Linked DNA regions of Mus musculus: regions 1, 2, 3, 5 and 6 are each linked to region 4. A link is a contact called in public HiChIP or PLAC-seq and Micro-C data. All regions are on one chromosome and are shown on one strand. The core of a region is the stretch at or near the end of the contact, and the rest is flanking DNA. Distances in the headings are between cores, read along the strand shown.

Region 1 (3,380 bases), core at 469-2,968, 700 kb before region 4:
CCTCACTCAGAGATCCACAGTGGGGCATGCAGGAGATTCCAAGTACAGCAGGTATCCAGGAGGGTTTTGGATGCTGAGATGAACTCTTACTGCCTGCGGTATCATGCACACATGCCATCCCATTCCTCCTTTGTGGGTTCTTTCATTTTCCTCCATGCCTATAATACATGCATACCAACATACCATTGTATGCTGATACCAATAAGTTCTTGGTGATTCTGGAAAACACACAGGTATGTGGGCACACTTCCTCTGAGAGGCAAACACTGCTTAATGAGTCCAATCTATAGACAAGAGTTTGAAGGCCTTATTGCCAGGCTAGAAACAAGAAACCATGAATTTAAAAGCAATTATTTTTATAGCAATGGTAAAGACTGAAGATTCAAGGAAGTCATAATGGATTCTAGAGAATTATGAAGCAAGAGCTACCTGACGGCCTCTGAAACTGGGGGCAGTAGTCTATTTTTCTCTAACCTCAAACTGACAACAAGTCAATGGCTCACTGAGAGGAAATGATGTAAACATATTTGGTTGAAAGCCATAGTGTGTTATTATCCAGCAATGAAATATTAAGTACTGCTGTGATCATATGGATGACTCCCCAAAACAGCAGCCAGGCAGGCACCGGACAGACTTTTGTCATGAAGGCTTTGTCCCGCTTGTCTGAGATATTTTCCAGAAGCAAATCTTTTGCATTCTCTAGCCACCAAAATGCAGAAATATAATCAAGAAATATCTTGGTCTTCCTTCTAATCTTGAGACTGACATCTCCTTTTGTAGGAGGGTACAGCCATGGGAACCCCAGGGCACATCAGACTGCATCCTCCTTTCTGAACCTGCAATTGCAGGAGACAGTTAAGATATTTTGTCTACAAAATTACTAGTAGAAGTTTGCTTACTAGGGGCCTCAGAACCCTACATGATATTGTACTGAATATAGACCTTGTTGGAATCACGCGTGGCTATCTCATTCTGAAAAGTCACGGGAGATTGACCCCAATTGTCGCATGCTGTCAGAAAGATACTCTTCTGAATGGTCTATGGAAAGGCATATGTTAAGATTACAAATTAGATGATGGTTTTGTGTTCAGAGAGGGGAAGAAAATGTGAGCATTGGTTTCTAGTAGCTTGTAGATGTAGAGTTTTGCCAGTGAGCTGGTCAACATTACCTCCAATTGTATTAGTGCCATATAATCTTGAATTGCAGTGCTCTTGGGAAGACCTGGTTTGTTACCTACACTAGCCATCCAGTGCCTGAAGCCATATGGTCTCCTTTGGAGTAACAGTTGTTCGTTTTGTTGAGGATGGCAGAGGGATCAGGAAAAGCAATTACCCCGGTACATATGGAAGCCATCCCAGTCACTACAGAGCCTGTTTCTCACAGCACGTGTTCACTTCCCTTAATCATACTTTATGCTCTCCAAAAATAATGTGGAGGAAACATACATTATGTACTTAAAGATAGACCATGTGTTTTCTTTCTCTGCCAGGAGAGGAATTCCTTATTAAAATGAAAGCCTCAGGTCATCACAGGAAGCAGAAAGCTAAGAAAAATGTCTTTTCCTTTCACCCTCCCCACCAAAGCCCCCATATGTGCAGAATGGTCCCCATGGCCACTCAGCAAAACAGGTGGATGCACTTAGTATTCACACACAGGCCATTAACTGGATGCAAACCCACAGCCAGGGATTCCCTACAGCACCGTAGTACATCTGATGTAATGCTTGTAACAAACTCTGAGATTTAGTAATGTCTGTCATGACGTATGGAAGCCAAAAGACCAAGAGGTGGGCTATATTCCTATCTGCATCCCAAGCTTCTCACTTCAGTCACAGATTGTTGCAATAAATGTGTCAAACAAATGCAATTACAAAGAACTACGTCTTTTCTGCAAAATCTTAGGCCGGTGGTACCCACCATTGGGCACGACCATCACCTAAGTCTTCGCTAAAACATAAAGGTGTCCAAGATTTTCCCCTGATGCAAGACACCAGCTGCCTGATGAAGTAGCCTTTCAACATATTTAGTTCATATTGAGAAAGGATGTTTAAGAACTGCAATTTTTAATAATACATATCTGTCTTAGTCCATTCATACAGCTATCGCAAAATAAAAATAGAGACTGAGTCATCTATAACAGTGGAGTCATCTATAAACAGTGGAGTTTTATTTATTACAAGTTATGTGGGGAGGGATTCCAGGGGCAATGCTCCAGCAGATTCTGAGCCTGGTACAGGATCAGTTTCTCTTTCCTAGATGGCATCTTGTGACTGAGTCCTCCGGGGAATACTGGTGCAGTGGCCTTGTGTGGTGGAAAGCAGATGGGCAAAAGCCAGAAGGAAATAGCTTCTCCACACCTGTCTATGAGGTGCTAATCATGATCCAGTCATCTGTCAAAGGGCCCATCGTAAAGCTGCCATGTTGCTGGAGAAGCTTAAATAGGTGAGTTTATAAGTCACATTAAACTATAGTGATGTCTTCTCTGGTCCATAAAACCCATATTAAAGAAGATTGTTGGTCAAGTAATAGAAAAACATCTTAATTTAAATCAATTTTCAAAATAGATGACAGAAATATAAGGAATGGTTTTGAAATTTAGAATTTTAAAACATCCTTTCCTAAGTTAATTTTGGCAAAAGATTTCACAAAACTAATGAATACTCTAAATAATTTGCTTATTTCAACCTTCTTAAATTAGCAAAACTCAAGCTGAGAATTTTCAATAGATAGATAGATAGATAGACAGACAATTATAGATATATATAGAAATTAGATGGACATATAGATATAAATGATAGAGATAGATGATATAGGTAGAGAAAAATATAATGTGTGTGTGTGGAGAGAGAGAGAGAGAGAGAGAGAGAGAGAGAGAGAGAGAAGGAGGGAGGGAGGTAGAGAGAGAAGGAAAGAAAAAGAATGTATAGCACTTTCAGACCAAACAGGTTTAGTAGGTCTTCATAATATTGAACTCCATTCACCTGCAAAATTAATGTTTCAATAATAACCACTAATAACAAGTGTTGGCTTGAGACAAGATACAAAACAGCCATGTGTCAGTCAGAGTTTCTTGTTCTTTTCCATTAAAATAACTGCAACTCCTGGTAGTTGGTGCTTGCTCAATGGATGACAACCTGTATTTTTACAAGATACCAAGTCTTCCTCGTGCTGGTCTATGCTAAAGCAGTCCAGAGCACTCCAGATCCCTGAAGCAATGAACCCGGCCTGGAGGAGGAACTGAAGCCTTGTGAGTCCCCAAACAGCAGCTTGATGCCCTTTAAAAACTCTGTACATGCAACACACATGGTTAAGAGGAAGCTTGCTTGCTGGAAGTCACTTCTAATCCCCCTGATATGCCATATCTCTTTTGTAGAGAACAA
Region 2 (3,381 bases), core at 800-3,299, 630 kb before region 4:
AGACTCAGTGTTGTTAGTCACAGGTTCTGTTGAACCCAAATCACAAGTCTTACTGGAAAAGTGCAAAGAAAGTGAGGATGGTGGAATTGTAGAAAGGAAATGAGCAAGGGCTGGGACTCAGAAATCAGAGTCAAGGTTATAAGAGCAGATTGATCAGGTTGATCATAGACCCCACTGCTTCTTGATGCTACTTGAGCTGACCTTTGACACATCACTTTTGCTGGTAGATTTGCAAAGAAATATTTGTGTTTTCATGTTCATTGTTTCAACTCACCATCCCAGGTAGCAATATCCAATTAATTAAGCCTGGGCTATTTGACCATGTTCTAGCTGCCAGGAAGCCATCAACAACAGGCTGACTTCTTTTTTTTTTAATATTTTTATTAGGTATTTTCCTCATTTACATTTCCAATGCTATCCCAAAAGTCCCCCATACCCCCACACACACTCCCCTACTCACCCACTCCCACTTTTTGGCCCTGGCGTTCCCCTGTACTGGGCATATAAAGTTTGCAAGTCCAATGGGCCTCTCTTTCCAGTGATGGCCGACTAGGCCATCTTTTGATACATATGCAGCTAGAGTCAAGAGCTCCGGGGTACATATAGCTCTCTCTTGTGAGACTATGCCGGGGCCTAGCAAACACAGAAGTGGATGCTCACAGTCAGCTATTGGATGGATCACAGGGCCCCCAATGGAGGAGCTAGAGAAAGTACCCAAGGAGCTAAACCCTACAGGTGGACTTCTTATTTGGGCCTCTGGGTCGCTGAAGGCTGAAATGGAGCTCTAGTCTGTTGATGAAGAATCTCTCAAAATATGATGAGTTTGGTTGCAGGGTTAGCAAACAAATGAGCTTGGGGAGCCGAACCCACAAACACCTGCATTTCTGTGTAAGCAACACAGACATGAGTGTGGAGGAAAACACAGCTAAAGCAATAAAGATGTCTAAAACCACATGCCAGAGAAAGAAATTGGAAAGGTAACTCAAATATTATGTTTGCTGCTTAGAAGGAAAGTGGAAGGTCAGACTTGAAGATGAGAATGTCAGAACCCAGAGTCCATCCTGCTTTCCAAAAGGGTCTAGACCAAGGGTTGTATGCATTTAGAGCACTGTAAACATATTCAGAGAAATCTAGAGGGCAATAAGAAAGGTAAAGCAGGGAAGGTGGGCATAAAATAAATAGGTGTGATGAACTTATGCTGAGGACTAGTGTGGTTCAGTCCCACCTCTGTTCAGCTAGCAGAAAATAAACTCTTCCTTACAATTCCTTCCCGGGAGCAGTTGAAGAGAGCAGGTGACCTAACCCAGCATCCTTCTGGCCAACATTGCCTTTCAACACTAATGCACCTGTACTTATGAGCTCAATGTCACTTCTGCAGGAATCTCATGCTACAGAAGACAGAAAGAAAAGCCTATGAAATAGATCCTGAAAAATGCCCTAATACAAATAAAAACATGGAACTCATTATTGCCAAATATGACTTTTTAGACCGGTACCTCAAATGGCCTTGATTTCTGCATAGCAAAGCAATTTGTTAATAGTACAGACCTCTTCTCTGCTAGATAGTCAGTTCTCTTGATTCCATATAGTAACACAGATAAGCATATGGAAAAGATATTGCCTAAAAGTTGATAATTAGGAGGATCCTGGGATGAGACTCACTTACTCTCTCTGATGTTATCATTGAGAAATTATACAGAAAAAGAGCAATGGTCACTAGATTGACTGAGTCCTCTCTTGGCCATTCTTTTCTGTTAGAATGTATCCAGTCACAATAATGATCAGAAAGAACCATGGCTTCTTGGGCTTTCTGATATGAGCCTCTGTGATGGTTAATCTATCTCTATTACCAGCTGGAGATCAAGAAATGTGTGTGAGGGGTGTATGTGTGTGTGTGTGTGTGTGTGTGTGTGTGTGTGTGTGTGTGTGTGTGTGAGAGAGAGAATGTGTTTGACAGCCATCTATTGCTTATGCACTTAGTCCCTTGAATACATTCACTTTCTATAAGCCTTATTTTTCAAAGAAACTAGAAGACAAATGTTACTAGGATTTAAATGGTAATGTGGGCATGGATTGCACAGTCATTGCACAGCTGCACCTGGGTCTCCCGGGTTACAATACCCGTGTGTGTGTGTGTGTGTGTGTGTGTGTGTGTGTGTGTGTGTCTGTGTGTGTGTGTCTGTGTGTAATGGGGACATGTTGGGGAAGAAAGGTGAAAATATCTGCAAAGAACAAATGCAACAAACCCCCATCTCTTCTGCTTTTCTCTCAAAGGATGAGCTTAAGAGACTAAGTTTTCCCTGCCCACAGCAGCCTGCCCTTGCTTCTCCATGTTATTGGGCTCTCAAGAAGTAGCATACTCCATAGCAACCCCTCGCCTGGCCTGGGAAGAGGCCTGTACTGAATACTAAAGCCCCTGACTGGCAGCATGCATTATTCATCCTAATCATCCTTTCTGTTGTTAATGGCCTGTAAATAGTTGCTTCTGACAAGAACATTTAACACCAGCACCTAAGGGGAGGCAGGGGAGGGGAGAGAATGCAGATCATGAGAGATGAGCCTTGGGAACTGTCTGAGGCTGACTTATGACAGCAGGATGCTGGGCTGCAGAGGCTGACAAGGAGGCTAGGAGTCCAGGAAGCACTGGGGAGAGTCAAGCCCACGGGGCAGCAGACAAGACAAACTGCAGTGATGCATTGTGGGATGTTACTGTGTGGACATTAAAGGTCCTCCAAAGTTCCATATGCTAAAGGCTTAGTCGCCAGCCATGTGGTGCTTTGGGGAGGTGGTGAGCAGGCCCAGAAGGGGATGTTGGAAACCTGCTCCTATTCTTCTTTCCTTCCGCCCTCTCCCCAGCCCCAACCTCCCTGTTCTCCTCTCTTCCCTCCATCTTTCTCTTTCTCTTCTCTTCCTTTGCCCTCTGCCTCTACCTTTCCCTTTATTCCCCTCCTCCACACCCCCTCTTTCTTCCTCTTCCCACCCTACCTCTCCTCCCTTTCTCTCTTTCTACGTCCCCTTTCCCCCTCCTTCCCACGAGGTGAGGAACTTTGTGCAGCCAAATACTCTCACCATGATATCCTGCCTCACCACAAGCCATAGGACCAAACGACCATGGGCTAAAACCATTGACTCTGTGAGCCAAAATATACCCTTTGTTCTTTTAAGTTTATTCTGTCTAGTATTTTGTTCCAGTTCTAGAAACATAACTCAAGGTTAGCAGAGATGTGTGCAAAAATTGCCTGTGGAGATACCCGGTCCTTATCTGCAGCGCCTTCAGAACCCCTCCCTCTCTTGCTTCCTCTCACCTCTCTTGAGCTCCTGACAAACTGGATTTCTGTTTTCATTTCATCTCCTATGGCCCACAGAATCTGTCACCATCTG
Region 3 (3,442 bases), core at 307-2,806, 810 kb before region 4:
TCAGAGATCGCTCACACAGGACAAAACTGAGTTTGCATTCTGCCCCAACAAAGCAGCCTGTAGTGTGTTCATGTTTACCCAACACCATGGTTTCCCCAGTCACACTTCTCAGCTCTACTACAACACGTAAAGATTTCCAACAGGCAACTCCAAGTCTTAAGGTAGAGCCTGGCTGAGTAAGACTCTGGATTGCTTTCTCTAAGATATCTTTGTTATTACAGAGACAGAGCCTTCTTCAACCTACCCATTGGTCATCCTTGGCATCTCATTTTGTATCTTATGATGGAGAACTGCCATCTGGAGAGCTTTCTTTCAAGGTCTTTCTCAGACACACCACCAAAATGATTATATTTTCCATCCTGTTTTCCAGGAATCAGCAACAAGAAAAGAAAAGAAAAAAAAGTTTAAGCCCTGCTCATTCTACCCTCTAAAACAAACACTTTTTGATTATAAAGGAAGAACTAATATATCATATATATGTTATTATACATTACCATTACAATATGTTATATCATATTATATAACAAATAATAATATGTATTATTGTATATTATATTATAAACATTTCATATACATGCATATATACACATATAATCATACATGATAATTATAATTAAAGGATAATTATAATAATTATAATATAATATATAACAAAATAAAATAATATATAATAAACAATACAACATTATGTAAATTATATCTAATATATAATATATATTATTCATCATATTTTTTTTCTCTGTAGAGGAGAGAGACTGAGTAACTGAGTCTATACCTCAGATTCATGCCTCTAACTACTTCTATGCCACTAAAATACAGGGAAAGAGCATAAAAGGAAGGAGATGAAGAAGCTGGGAGAACATGAAGGCACTTTTGGATTGTGAAGCAGGATGGTCATTCAGACCTAGGTTTAACTGTTGCTTCTTTTAAAAGTGGTGCATGGGAGCAAACGTTCCCTGTTTGTCTAAATGGTCTTATGAGATTATCTGCAGGGGGCACAGACTTAGAATCCATGTAGAGACACATCCTTCTTTTCGTTTCTCAATGCCCTGTTTTGTTCCATTCCGTGGGATGGTTTCTTGAGGATCACTCATTTATGATGCTCAAGAGGACAGGGCTAATGCTGATGGCTATCATGCATTGAAACACACTCAGAAATGGCCTCCAGGACAGCTTTGATGGAGTATAACTACACAATGCTCAGGCTCCCTGCAGGCTATTTGTAAATGCAGCACAAAGCTCCAGGAGACATGGTCCTCAGAGGAGGAGGACGATTGGAACAGTACCAGGCCAGCTGCCTCTTCCCACCTCTGACTCACATACTTCCTCTCCAGGCTGGAATCTGATGTTGCCAAGACAGCTGAAAAACTCAGTAAATTTTTATTTAAATAGAAGCTAATCAAGGAGTTGAGCTTGGATATGGATTCTGATTTCTCTGCTGCTATGACTCCATGATTGCCCAACATCACCAGCCACTGCATTCTCAGCACCAAAGCCCACTCCCAGGCCCTACGCTGGCCAAGTCCAGCAGTTTTGGCTGGGCATGTCTGAGGCCAGACTTAGCAGTTCATCATGCCCAAATATGGCAAGGGTCCTAGACGGCAGAAGCATCACAGCTGGACTTGAGGTGAGTCAAGTCAAAATGCATTTCTCTTCACATGGGAAGCCATTTTATATCGTGTAGATGGTTTGGGCTGAATGTAGAGGTACTGCAGGCATGGAATAAAAATCCAAAGTAACATTTATGAAAAACATCTTATAAACTATCTCCTGAAATGACTACTGTAAAAGTTACTTTAATCCAATGAAGAAATGTAGTTTATTATTTATACATGTCATATTAAGAGCTCATTTCATTATTTTATGTATGTCCACTTTAATGCAGATTTTTAAAATTATAATTGTGTAATATCTTTTAACACTTTTTTAATCTTTTAATTTCCCCTGAGTTTATTTACCTGTATAATAATTAATATAATAATAATTATGTAATTATAGTAATAATAATAAAATGCTCACTATATAATCACAATGTGGTATACATAGTTCTCTAAGTGGACTGTATATATACAATAACAACAGTCATACCCTTTGTTAAATAGGTAGATGCCCTGTTAAGGGTTCTTAGCACATGCAGATCCAAAGCACACGAAATACAAAGGGCACAAGAAAACCTTGAGAAGTGTCTTCTATGTTCAATAATACATCCAAACTCAGAGTACATTCAATATGTGTTGTTCCTTGTACATCCATTGTGTATAAATAAAGCCATTAACACTCAGCTGCCCTGGAGCCTCTTCTACCCTCAGAACTCAGTAATTAACTTTCTCTCTGTTTGGTTTGATCCAAACTAGAAATCTCACAGGACATAAGCCCTAAATGTCAGGATCTATTTTTGAGAAGATTTGGGTGGTGAGCATTCTTTCAGGGATGCAGATGAATATGTATCAGTCATACTTCCTGGTCCTCAGATAAAGGACCCTCTCCTCCCCTGCAGTGTGACAGTGGTGACTCATCCCAAGATAGCACCACCATCCCCTTTTCATCCCAGCCTCTTGCCTGTGCCTCTTTCATATCTGATGTATCCGTTTAGGGAACTGTGCCCTTTGCCTGAGGCACTTCACACTCAGAAGTGTAATCTGTCACTAGGAATTATCTTTTTTTTTTCCAAGAAGAGGACATCTTGACAGGAAAGAAAGCAAAAGTCTTCTCATTAGAAAGAAAATATTGATTATGGTTGCCAACTTTTTTCATTCACGGGACCTTTAGCTCAGCTGAGACATCCAGTCCCTTGGATGCCTGGTTTCTAAAACTATAAATTTAACATCTCAGTTTCTGTCACACTTCGCCTGTTACTCTGAGTAGAAAGTAAGTGGGCAGATGACTCATTTGACTCATTGAGCTTGCTCACAGCAGCCTGGCAGTCATGGATGATATGAATTCCTCTTGCTCCAGTCTAGAAAGGCAGCTATGGACTAATGTGTCTTAGCTCCCAATCCTAGCTGAAATGTTCTGGAATACTATCCCAATAGTCCTGTCTAAACACACGGTCAGATTGAGAACTCAGCATTCAAAATAAATGAATCCAATGTAAGAACACTTTGAGAAAAATAACACAAGTCTTTATTGTAGGTGTCTCGGGCATGTACAGAGATGGACACTACAAGAAACATTGCAACCACCTCATTAAAACTTCTCTCCCAAGGCAGGTATCAGCCAGGAAATTCTCTCCTTTTTCTCATCTCCATCATCTTGTTTTCCTTGTAGCATACCATGCCTAACGCAGATTAAGCTCACCAGTTTTCACAACCCCATGCCCCTGATCAGCCTATCAGAAATCCAAAGTTTTAGGGAATGGGAGTTGGTAGCCTGCTTTGAAAGTACCTTGCAGGAAGCTGAACCTTATTTAATGCTAGCAAAATGATTTTATAACTAGCAAAAA
Region 4 (3,264 bases), core at 550-3,049:
TGACTCCTGACCTGTTTCACTCATGCTAGGACACCTAGACACTTACTACAGGGCCATTCTACATAGAAAGGAGTTCAGCGTTGTGCCTCCCACCTGGATACCAGCCTGGCATGCGCTCTTCCAGTACCTGCAGACTGCAGGGAGGGAGACAGTGTGCCTCTGTGGTGGGTTTTTGTTTCTTTTTTTCTTTTCTTCTCCTCAGAGGTGTTTTGACCTGCCGCTGAGCACAAAAGCCTAGATGGCTGGAAGCAAAGTCCTGACTATAAAGCTGTCACCTCAGGTGTGAGCCTGGAGTTAGTAACAGGGGTCATGCTTCAACCAGAACCACCACAGCTCTCACCTGCAGCTTCATTGTCCTGGGAAAACCTTTCTTACCTCCCTTACCACTCGTGCCCAGGGCTGTTTTATTTCTCCCCCAAAGCAGGATGTTCCTGGGGTGAGGACCTTGTCCCTTTGCTTGACCCCCTATGGGCCCGTTACCCAGGCGTGCTCTCAGCCTTCGGTTGATAGGCAGCCTATGCCCTCCCACTATAGGGCGGAGTCAGGGCTTTCCACGCCCACCCTTCTTGCTCAAGCGCTGTTTCTCCACGGCTCCTGTGGGAGCTGGGGAGGGTGGCCTGTTTGGAAAGCTGAGGTGTGCCCTTCTCCTTGGCAGTCAGTCATCAAGGGTGCTTGCAACAACTTGGCATGTGTGGAGGCTGAGGCAGGGCAGCCTTGGCAGGGTGTGACGGAGGAGGCAGTACTGTCCTGCCCCCGGCTCTAGGAGTGGCACTTAGCCACTTCTGTCCACGCTGGGTAGGCAGTGAGTTCACCCTCCAGGGCCCGGCCCCCCAACAATTTTGCCTTCTCTTCCTGGGTCACCTGAGGTTTTCCCCAAAGCTCCCTTTTGCTCTCAGCCTTGTCCCCCTGACCAGACTCGGAAGGAAGCACGTACAATTCCCAGTAGAGCTAACGGGTGGGAAACACATTGCCATAAAGTGGCGGTTCTGGGGCCCTTAGGCTGCCTGGCCCTGGAATGTCACCCAGGAGCGGTGATCCCTTCTAGGATCTGCAGTGATAGATTAAGTGAGGCAGGCTACGCAGCACCTGGGAAAAAATCCAGTCTGCTGGGTGTGTCCCTCTCAGGATCTGGGGCCAAACACCTGGGTGTTTACGCCAGGATGATTGAGTGAAATTCTTGCAGGAGCGGCGCCAACAGGGAGCCTCGGGCATCTGTCCTTGTCCCGTAACACCCCCACTCCATCCCCACGCCCACCAAGATTCATTACTGTGGGACTAGAATAAGCAGGAGACCCCTACTTAGTGCCCTTCCCCTACCTCCTTCAGGATGCTGATGCGACCCGTTTCCAGAATCCTATCTAAGGTCTGCTTCCCGCACTAGGTGGACAGTGAGGAAAGGGACACGGAGACTTCAGACTTCAGGGTTGGCCCCTCCCCGAGGCAGGCAGACTTATAGAAGATTCCTTCCACCCGCCTGTGTCCTAACTGAAGCTATTGCCTCTTAAGTCCTACTGTTCACTAAGATAGAGCACCGGTGCTGGGGCTGCCTGCCGCTGGGGCTTTCTTTCGGAGCTCGTCACTGGCTGAGGTCATCTTGCAGGTGCTTCATTCCTAGGCTTGCCAGGAAGGTGAACTCCCCTCCCCCTCCCAAGGGCGGTTCCACCGAGGGAGCTAAGCTTGGGAACCGTAAGGTTCCAAAAGGCCGAGGCACACAGCAGGACACCGCTTACACTTCAGAGTGCCAAGTGACAAAGGGAACAGAAAGAGCTTGCTGAGCTTACAGTACCTCAGAGCCACTCACATGCAAAGAAGCTAGAGGCCGGAGGAGAGCAGAAGGGTGGTGGGAACGCCAGCAGTGGCGACTCCAGGGACACCTTTCCTTTTTCATCTAGTGCCCCCTGGTGGCAGAATCTATCAGGATGCCAGCCGATTAGCGGGCGTGGGGGCTGGGAGGGGGACGGGACGATTCCTGTTGCACCGGCAAAGGGCAGTGATTTGAAGTTGGGCAATAGCTGCCTCTTGAGAGTCTTCACTGATAAGGCCATGCCTCCATCCAGACTTAGATGAAACATTCCAGAATTCGTTAAGGCCAGCCCCACCTAAGCACAGAGTGTGTTCCGAGAACGGCGTCCATCACAGTTCCCAGCGCACATCAGGAGCCAGATCTCCGAGCAAGTAAATCAGTTCAGACAGTCGCTGTGCAGGCAGAGTTGGAAACGTCTTGACCCTGGAGCTTATGTTCCAAGGGATACTTACCTCTTTAAGAGAAGGCAAGGCTGTCTCCCTCCCGTAGTACCCTGCCCCTCCCCTAGGCCTCTGAAACCTGATCTAATCCCTTTGCACGCGGGTAATTTATTGGTCTATTGGGCTTTTCTTGGTGGCAAATTACATTGTCTTTATTCCTAGGCTCTGGCCCCGGAGTGCCTCGAGGAATTCCTAAGACTCCTTTCTCATGGTTGATCCTTCACACCCCCTCTGGGCCCCGGCAAAATAAGTTTTATTGGGATGCTTTGTCATGCAAACAGGGTGGTAATAAGCAGGCTATTATTCCGAAAGATTGGGCTTGATTAACAGCTCAAAGGAGGACTTGAGAACAAACGGATCTGTTGCTGTACTAGCAGAGCAGATTTTTTTTTCCTTATCATGCGGGTCCATTTAGTATTCTGAGATCCTGCTTTGACTTTCTGCCTCCCAGAGGGGTTGCCATCCACCGAAAAGTAATGACATCTGAGCCTGAGCCATGTGGCTCAATCCAATTGGGAGGCACTGTGGAGCTCTACCTTTAAAATGTGAGTGGCCAGCTATGAGCGCATACATGCTCCCTGAACCCTGGATACATGGGAGACCCAGGGTTCCACCAGACAGAGTTGGACACAGGTGGGGTTGGGCGGGGCGCGGTGTACGCATGACATCTGAAGTCTCAAAAGATGCTTTCAGTGTGAGTGCTGTTCTCGGAACACACTCTATGCTTAGGCGGGGCTAGCCTTACAAATTCTGGAATGTTGCATGATGGTATCAGCAAAGATTATCAAGAGGTGCAATTCACCGGGTAGTGTGAGAGTCAACAGGGACCCAAGAAGCTTCCTCAGCCCCACAGTGATTAGAAATAGAAGAACTGAGTGAGAGAAAGACAGAATCAAGATGAGGAGGGCCTGTTTATGGGAGATTGATGGACCGATGCGGGAAAGATGTGTCCTGTAGCCACCTTCCTGAGGCCCTGAATGAAGCTGGCCAGGTTACTCAAGGCTCCCAGAGGAGCAGCTG
Region 5 (3,218 bases), core at 486-2,985, 560 kb before region 4:
AGGACTTGAATTATTCATAAGCATTCCTGTGTGTTGTCTTTCTTTCCTGACAATACAGACAATGGCAATGGGGGAGAAGCTAGCCAGCTGCACACACTTTACCTTCTTGAACACACTAGCCAGTAGAAGTGGGTGGGTTTGAAGTGGGTGTATTAATTACAGGAATTTAGATGAATAACTCTTGAAACTAAATAACTAATAGCTGAAGGTGATCTAGTGACAAGCTGTGTTTTCCCACATAGATACATCTCATTTTGTCTCTCCCCTAACCATCTCTTGGAGGGTATTAACCAACAGCTCACTCACAGGAACAAACAACTCTATCTCTGAGCTGCAAACCCCAGCAAGCTGTGTGCACTTTATGCAAAGGTAAGAGGTTGTAAACATGCCAGGTACCAACCTTCCATCGTTGTGATCATGAATACAATTGTTTTGGCAGCCTCTTGAATGACCCAAGATTTAAAGAGCACCTGGAGATGAGCAGGTATACCATCAGGAAGGTACAACCCAAGAAAACCTGTACAACTCCAGCCTACCCCTCTAGGCTCCGACACTGGGGTGCATCCCGCACAGAACTCCAGACTGTTCTTCTAGAAAACCAACAAAGTCAAGGCTCTTTTTCAGTTTTCAGATAAGAATTTTAGATGCAGAGCATTTTCTTTGAGGGAAGCATCCCCTGCATCAGGGAGAAGTCAGACTGCTGCACTGAAGTGGGTACAGAAAAGGAGATAATTTCCTGGGGACTGAGAAAGCCTAGGTATGCTTCCTGACCTCTGTGATGTACACAGCTCTCTTTGTCCAGGGTAGGAGAGAATGGTGAATATCAGGAAACACAAAGAAGAACCGATTCTCAGATTATTGGATACCAAATGTAATTGCTAAAACTAATCTTGTAACTTAGACAAGCGAGCAGCTTACACCAACATCTGCAGTGGGGAATTTCTGTCTTCATTTTCCTTACTATATAAATACCGATAAGGAACCAGCTGCTTTCTCTATGGCTAACGGCAACATTATTATAGTCCTATAATCTAGGGTCAAGGAGAAACTGTCCCTGGTCCTCCGGGACCTTATTATGTCCTTGGCTTTGTAGAACAGCACAATTTTATAATTTTTCTTTTGGACAAAAAGAAAACGCACCAGCTTTTAGAATAATGCAAATTTTATGTGAGGAATTTGGCCAAGAAAAATATCCAGGGAAAACCCTGCCTAGATTCCAAGTACAGTTGAACAAAAGAAAAGAAAGAAGAAGAAAAGAAAAACACCATAACCTATGTGACCTTAATACAAAATGCAAAAGGATGGCACATCTTAAAGTAAAAAAATAGAAAAAAGAAAGGAAGGGAGGGAGGGAGGGAGGGAGGGAGGGAGGGAGGAAGCTGTCTAACATGCAGTTTATTTGTTCATGTTGCTAATTAAGGCTATATAGACAGTGGCCTTAAAAGTATGGCATTCCTTGAAAAGGGGAGAGAAATGATGCCTGACCCTCAGGATAGCCAATGAGTGGACCAAATGTGCTCTGATTATGTGTGCAATTACCCAAAAGTTTGTTATTGCAAAATTGAATTCTTTCCTGCCGAAGTCCAACGCTAAGTAATTAAGTGCAGAACTGTGCTTGGTCTCATCACAGCACAAAATAGCAGAGGTCATGGAAAGTGTTGTGCTCCCCTGCCATTAATATTCCGCTGGTGTTGGAATAGATTAGCAGCAGAGCACAGCAGGTTAGGATTGCCTGATTCTGTTCAGCCCCACATAATGAACGCGAGGAGAGTGTCTTGAATGTCTAATGTCAGTCACCGAGCAGAAGGGGACAAAATCCTCCTGCCTGCTCCCAGGGCTTTGAAAGAACTGTTTATCTCATGAATTTTCACTCACTAATAATCATACCTACTGCTGTAAATTGCTAATAATTGTCAGGCTAAATGAACTCAGCTTTTCTCCCTTGACAACTCCCCCTTTTATGTGCTGTCATGGAGCCTCCTCATCATACCTTTTTTGTCTATGGAAATCCAGCTCTGTCTGCCTGCCAGGGGGATTCAGGTCCATCTCCACGTTAATGCTTCTCAATACTCACCTCTCCTGAGCACAGGCTTGTCCCTCTTGAGTATAGTCCTCAGGTGTGTTGAAGGCACATGCTTGTCCCTCTTGAGTATAGTCCTCAGGCGTGTTGAAGGCACATGCTTGTCCCTCTGGAGTATAGTCCTCAGGTGTGTTGAAGGCACATGCTTGTCCCTCTGGAGTATAGTCCTCAGGTGTGTTGAAGGCACATGCTTGTCCCTCTTGAATATAGTCCTCAGGTGTGTTGAAGGCACATGCTTGTCCCTCTTGAGTATAGTCCTCAGGTGTGTTGATTTTCACTTCTTTTTATTTGATTCAGTTTTTAACTTATTAGTGTTTATTAACCATACTAGTGGTAATGTGATATATTTCTATACCACCCTTTCCCATCGTCTCCACCCTCCTCAAATTGTAGTGAAAACTACGACACTTCTGCTTTCACGTTGACATTTCTAGCTTCTGCATATGAAGAAGAACAGGCGGGCCACCTTTTGCTGTGGCTGCTAATTTCACTCCATGCCCTCCAGTTCCTGTCATTTAGCTATGAATGACAAGCTTATGTTCTTCATGTTTGCATAATCCAGCAGTGTGTGTGCACGTGTGTGTGTGTGTATTCACACATTCACAGGGTGGGTCACAGGTGCACATGAGTACACAAACACACTGCTTTCTTTCTCCAACCAATTGTTGTTAGACACCTAGGCTGATTCTGTACCTTGGCTTTTGCAAACAGAGTGTCAGATGGACCTTTCCAGGCTGATGACAAAAGTCCATAGCCATTTGCAACACCTCTTCTATGTATTATTATATATAAAGGGAGGACAGACATACAGACAGAGAAACAGAGACAGGGAGAGACAGAGACAGAGAGATAATACACTTAATTAAGGGATGGAAAAGAAAGAAGGATACTTGCTCCAAGATGAAAGACTGATCTATCTGACTGCTCAATGAATAGGGAGGTGCTGTAGGCACCTTTTGATGAGCATTTACGTGGGACATAAATATCTTTACACCGTTTGCCAATTCCAATAAATCTATCCACATAGTTCTTCCCCAAATGTCATTCTCACCAATTCTTTGTTCAGACCCTTTCCAAGTCCCCGACCATTCATGCAGTCCACTGACTACAGCCATGACTCAGTGAACAATTGTATATC
Region 6 (3,480 bases), core at 801-3,300, 660 kb before region 4:
GATAGATAGATAGATAGATAGATAGATAGATAGATAAAACATACATTTTGTATAGGCAAAATCTAGCAAATTAATTCATGATTATTTCTTAACATTCAGATTATTAACCTATAGACTATAGGTGATTTTTAGATGTTTACTTTTATTTAGAAGCATTGTTTTAATTCTTATCTGATAAGATAGCTCCATGGGCAAAATTGCTCACTGTGAAATGATGATGCTCAGAGTTAGGATCCCTAGCAAATAAAATCTGGGTATAGTGTCACACACCCATCACTCCAGCACCAGGAGACAGAAGGCTCCTTGGGAGTTCTAGTGATGTAACCCACCCAACTGAGAAGTCCCAAATTCAGTGAGAGATCCTGTCTCAAAAGTTAAGGTGAAGAGCAATAGAATCTGTACCCAGAGGGAGGGGGAAGGGAAGGGGGAAGAAGACATTCAGTGTTGACCTCTACCATGTGCATAGGCACCATATACACATGCATTTAACACAAACATGCACAGTGAGGTAAAGTAAAATATAAGTCATATTTAAAGACTTGGTCCTAGACTTAATATTAGTACCTGCTTGTTCTCAGCTTACATTAACAGAAATTCTAAGATTCTGCAGAACACAGCTCATCTATGAGAAAGGATATCTTTTTGTCTTTTAACTTAAAATACATTTCAAGTTCTCTCTGACAAGATGGCCCTGCTTCTTCCAAGAGACTGGGAGCTTGTCTTGCCTTGGGTACACGGCTACTGTATGTGGCTAGCCCTCTGAACTTCTGGTCTCTACCGCCATTACCACAGTGCCGCTTACAAGGGAAGTCTTCTCTTCCAGAGCTTGATGAGAAGCGACCCTCCCAGCTCTATTTCACCTTAGCACAGGGTCTCAGCCCAGTGGCTCATGGATCTGAACCCTAATTTCTACATTTCCAAAGGGATAGCAGCCCACTGTGGAGGTCTACACGGTGTTCTCTTAGCAGACATTGAATGCAGAATACAAAAGTGCTCCTTTCTCTGTATGATTGTCTTGTGCTGCTTCAATTACATAAGGTTAACCATCATCAAAAAATATCAACTGGAAAAAATACAGAAATAAGTAATCCATAAGCTTTAAATCACTGATACCTCCGTATAGTCAGATAATATTATTAGATTCTGTTGTAAATTCCTTATAGTGGCTGTCTTATAGACTAAGTGTAAACCCAGACATGTATGTGTAGGGAAACACGCAGTACCTACTGGTTTGCTACTATCCAGGACTTCAGATATCCATTGGGAATTGCAGAACATGAACCCCAGGAACAAGAGGGAACCACTAGGGTTCATCTCATTCGGGCCCAGCAGGGCTTCCCCTGTAGTCTCTCTGGCCAGGCAGCAGCTGAACAAGCATGGAAATAAAGGCCAGCGGCACACCTCAGAGCTGGAGGAAGCTTTCTTGTCTTTTCTAAGGACTATAGAGGAACTTCGCTCCATCACCAGCAGGGCACAGGGCCCACACAGTGTGAGTGTCTCTGTGCGAGAGTGCATGTATGCCTAAATGCAGTGTTCTCTGTCTAAAACTATCTCTACGTGTTCCATCCGTTTGGGGCTAATACATAGAGAAAACCGTGAAGGCCAACATTGCAGGAAAAGTTCATATACATTAGAACCACGTGACCCCATGACTCACTGAATCAGCACAAAGAGAGGAACAGCCACCCCTCTGGGGCCTTCCTTGTGGTGCTCCTGCCAATCTGAGGCGGGCAGCACAGAGAATAAAAACTTCTCAGCATGTTTCCTAGTAATGATTGTCCAGAGAAGCCATTCCTTCGTAATAATCTTATTAAGGGAAGGGAGGATATGTTTTTGTCTCCCCTTTGTGAAGAGCAATTTATTTTTATGGATAGTAGAGGAAATAAATTCCTCTGAAATGGTTCCTTGGTGGATCGGGGTCCACGCAGCTCATTCTGCGTTTATAGATAAGCTAAAGGTCAATTGAATGTTACGTGTTTATGGTGTGCGCATGTTTAGGCCTGCATAGCACAGTGTCAGAGAGAGCAAGCTGGCTCTTTCAGCTGTTGTTCTAGCTACCTCTGGAGACCGGCGTGAGGGGAGAGTTTTGTGCCAGAGGCTGTCAGGGGAAAGAGCTATCAATCATCTGTCATGAGGCATTTACTTTGCTTGTGGGGTTTAATGTCCTGTAGGAGACGTAAATGTGTCGCCTTTGTCACCGCAGAAAATATACAGATGATTTTTCAGACACAGATTTGACAGCTTCTAAAGAAATAGCATATGGGTCTCTGAATATTGGCTTACTCTTCTCTCCCTGAGGCTATTCACACACACACACACACACACACACACAAATGTGTGTGTGCACATTAGATTAGTATGTGTGCAGGCGTGTGCATGTCTATGAGGGCCAGAGGACAACCTCAATCGGCCTTCTTTATTGCTACCTACTTCTTTTTAAAACTCTTTTTTTTTTTTTTACATTTATTCTTCTATTCGTGTTTGTGTGTGGTTATTTTTCTATGTGTGCTCTCATGCAGGCAGGCATGCCACGGCGCACATGTGGAAGTCAGAGGATGACATTTGGAAGTTGCTTTTCTTCTTTGACCCTGGGGCTGCTGGGCAGTCAATCACAGGTCATCAGGTTTGGTGGCAAGTACTGTTACTTGCCATCTCACCTGAGTCATCTCGCTGTCCCTGCTCCAACCTCCTTGAGCTCAGGAAGCAGACGAGTCTGGCTGGCCAGTGATCCAGGGATATGTCTCTTTGCCTCCTCATCACTAGAATTATGAGCCTAGCATAGGCTACTGAGCCCAGACCTTAAAAAAAAAAAAATGGGAGGATTCAAGGAAAGATCTGAGGAAGGAACTCAGGTCCTTATGAATTTTTAGGACTCATCTGGCCTGGAGTTTATTAAATATAAAAGAAGAGAGAAACCAGTCCTGTGTCTACTCTAGACAATAGACAGTCTTTAATCTCAGATCCTCTCTAGTCACGCATGGTGTAAAATCACAGATGCCTCTCTGTTGCATATGCCTTTATGCTCCTAACCACATTTTTCCGTTTATTCAACAAATATTGAGTTACAGACAACTGTAACTCAGACAGCTGAAAGTGCATACTAGAGCCAGAGAGGACCCTATACTGAATTTTTTTACCCTCTACTCTAGACAGGAGAGAAAACTGGAAAAAAAAAAAAAAAAGAAAAGAAAAGAAAGAAAGAGGTGTATGTTTCAGGTCAAATTGTTAGTTATTGAGTCTAATAGCAGAAGAAACCAGAAAGATCCTTTTTACTGAATATGTACCCATAACAGACCAGACCATGAACTGGGCATCCAAATACAAGATTTTCCTTACTATCCTTGGCAATATCTTTACCGCCATCTTTTATGGTGAGAAAGCCAATATCCAAAAAGCTGTTCCCAGTAATAGGTAGTTTGCTGCAAGTAAGAAGTTATAAGCATATGTTGATTCTCCCAGTGTTCTCAACTAGGGGCATCC

Evidence for each region. A called contact is a pair of places that touch in the nucleus more often than the background predicts. HiChIP or PLAC-seq counts read pairs in DNA pulled down with a chosen protein or histone mark.
Region 1: an H3K4me3 HiChIP or PLAC-seq map of embryonic limb bud shows a contact between it and region 4, with 5 times the contacts expected there. The contact joins two enhancer-like sites. A contact is called at or near these places in 9 of 39 promoter capture datasets (the 3T3-L1 cell line, 3T3-L1-derived adipocytes, hippocampal neurons and 4 more), 1 of 484 Hi-C or Micro-C datasets (embryonic fibroblasts), 14 of 115 datasets of contacts at active chromatin or transcription factors (the NIH/3T3 cell line, craniofacial prominence, differentiating embryonic stem cells and 10 more) and 1 of 9 other capture datasets (embryonic stem cells).
Region 2: a contact with region 4 is called in an H3K4me3 HiChIP or PLAC-seq map of stem cell-derived neural progenitor cells, with 15 times the contacts expected there. The contact joins two enhancer-like sites. A contact is called at or near these places in 10 of 39 promoter capture datasets (the 3T3-L1 cell line, 3T3-L1-derived adipocytes, embryonic stem cells and 5 more), 1 of 15 datasets of contacts at CTCF or cohesin (the NIH/3T3 cell line) and 11 of 115 datasets of contacts at active chromatin or transcription factors (craniofacial prominence, differentiating embryonic stem cells, embryonic basal ganglia and 8 more).
Region 3: an H3K27ac HiChIP or PLAC-seq map of neural progenitor cells shows a contact between it and region 4, with 7 times the contacts expected there. The contact joins two enhancer-like sites. A contact is called at or near these places in 7 of 39 promoter capture datasets (the 3T3-L1 cell line, cranial neural crest, hippocampal neurons and 2 more), 1 of 15 datasets of contacts at CTCF or cohesin (the NIH/3T3 cell line), 2 of 484 Hi-C or Micro-C datasets (cortical neurons and muscle stem cells), 12 of 115 datasets of contacts at active chromatin or transcription factors (astrocytes, craniofacial prominence, embryonic basal ganglia and 8 more) and 1 of 9 other capture datasets (embryonic stem cells).
Region 5: a contact with region 4 is called in a Micro-C map of stem cell-derived neurons, with 2.7 times the contacts expected there. The contact joins two enhancer-like sites. A contact is called at or near these places in 7 of 39 promoter capture datasets (the 3T3-L1 cell line, embryonic stem cells, hippocampal neurons and 2 more), 3 of 484 Hi-C or Micro-C datasets (embryonic stem cells, reprogramming fibroblasts and stem cell-derived neurons), 13 of 115 datasets of contacts at active chromatin or transcription factors (the NIH/3T3 cell line, differentiating embryonic stem cells, embryonic basal ganglia and 8 more) and 1 of 9 other capture datasets (embryonic stem cells).
Region 6: an H3K4me3 HiChIP or PLAC-seq map of neural tube shows a contact between it and region 4, with 7 times the contacts expected there. The contact joins two enhancer-like sites. A contact is called at or near these places in 13 of 39 promoter capture datasets (the 3T3-L1 cell line, 3T3-L1-derived adipocytes, HPC-7-derived erythroid cells and 6 more), 1 of 15 datasets of contacts at CTCF or cohesin (the NIH/3T3 cell line), 3 of 484 Hi-C or Micro-C datasets (cochlea, muscle stem cells and ventricular fibroblasts), 15 of 115 datasets of contacts at active chromatin or transcription factors (the NIH/3T3 cell line, astrocytes, craniofacial prominence and 11 more) and 1 of 9 other capture datasets (embryonic stem cells).

Annotation. Positions count from the first base shown.
Region 1 is chr7:72,702,498-72,705,877 of GRCm38.p6, forward strand. No RefSeq gene overlaps it. Among named protein-coding and RNA genes, the nearest start is that of Gm36865, 120 kb to the right of the region's middle. Within about 2 kb of position 1,719, at least 4 of the 459 cell types and tissues checked have an H3K27ac peak or open chromatin away from gene starts, as enhancers often do. A contact at or near this core is called in embryonic limb bud, where this site is marked.
Region 2 is chr7:72,772,137-72,775,517 of GRCm38.p6, forward strand. The region is part of intron 3 of Gm36865 (a long non-coding RNA gene); the gene reads right to left. Among named protein-coding and RNA genes, the nearest start is that of Gm36865, 53 kb to the right of the region's middle. Within about 2 kb of position 2,050, at least 23 of the 459 cell types and tissues checked have an H3K27ac peak or open chromatin away from gene starts, as enhancers often do. A contact at or near this core is called in embryonic basal ganglia, embryonic forebrain and stem cell-derived neural progenitor cells, where this site is marked.
Region 3 is chr7:72,588,050-72,591,491 of GRCm38.p6, forward strand. No RefSeq gene overlaps it. Among named protein-coding and RNA genes, the nearest start is that of Gm36865, 240 kb to the right of the region's middle. Within about 2 kb of position 1,557, at least 49 of the 459 cell types and tissues checked have an H3K27ac peak or open chromatin away from gene starts, as enhancers often do. A contact at or near this core is called in astrocytes, muscle stem cells and neural progenitor cells, where this site is marked.
Region 4 is chr7:73,397,887-73,401,150 of GRCm38.p6, forward strand. All of the region lies in intron 2 of Rgma (repulsive guidance molecule family member A), which reads left to right. It overlaps LOC115486533 (a long non-coding RNA gene), which reads left to right. Exons shown (of 2, transcript XR_003946803.1): 2 at 1-3,264. Among named protein-coding and RNA genes, the nearest start is that of A730056A06Rik, 24 kb to the left of the region's middle. Within about 2 kb of position 1,800, at least 133 of the 459 cell types and tissues checked have an H3K27ac peak or open chromatin away from gene starts, as enhancers often do. A contact at or near this core is called in astrocytes, embryonic basal ganglia, embryonic forebrain and 5 more, where this site is marked.
Region 5 is chr7:72,836,741-72,839,958 of GRCm38.p6, forward strand. No RefSeq gene overlaps it. Among named protein-coding and RNA genes, the nearest start is that of Gm36865, 12 kb to the left of the region's middle. Within about 2 kb of position 1,736, at least 12 of the 459 cell types and tissues checked have an H3K27ac peak or open chromatin away from gene starts, as enhancers often do. A contact at or near this core is called in stem cell-derived neurons, where this site is marked.
Region 6 is chr7:72,736,416-72,739,895 of GRCm38.p6, forward strand. No RefSeq gene overlaps it. Among named protein-coding and RNA genes, the nearest start is that of Gm36865, 88 kb to the right of the region's middle. Within about 2 kb of position 2,051, at least 9 of the 459 cell types and tissues checked have an H3K27ac peak or open chromatin away from gene starts, as enhancers often do.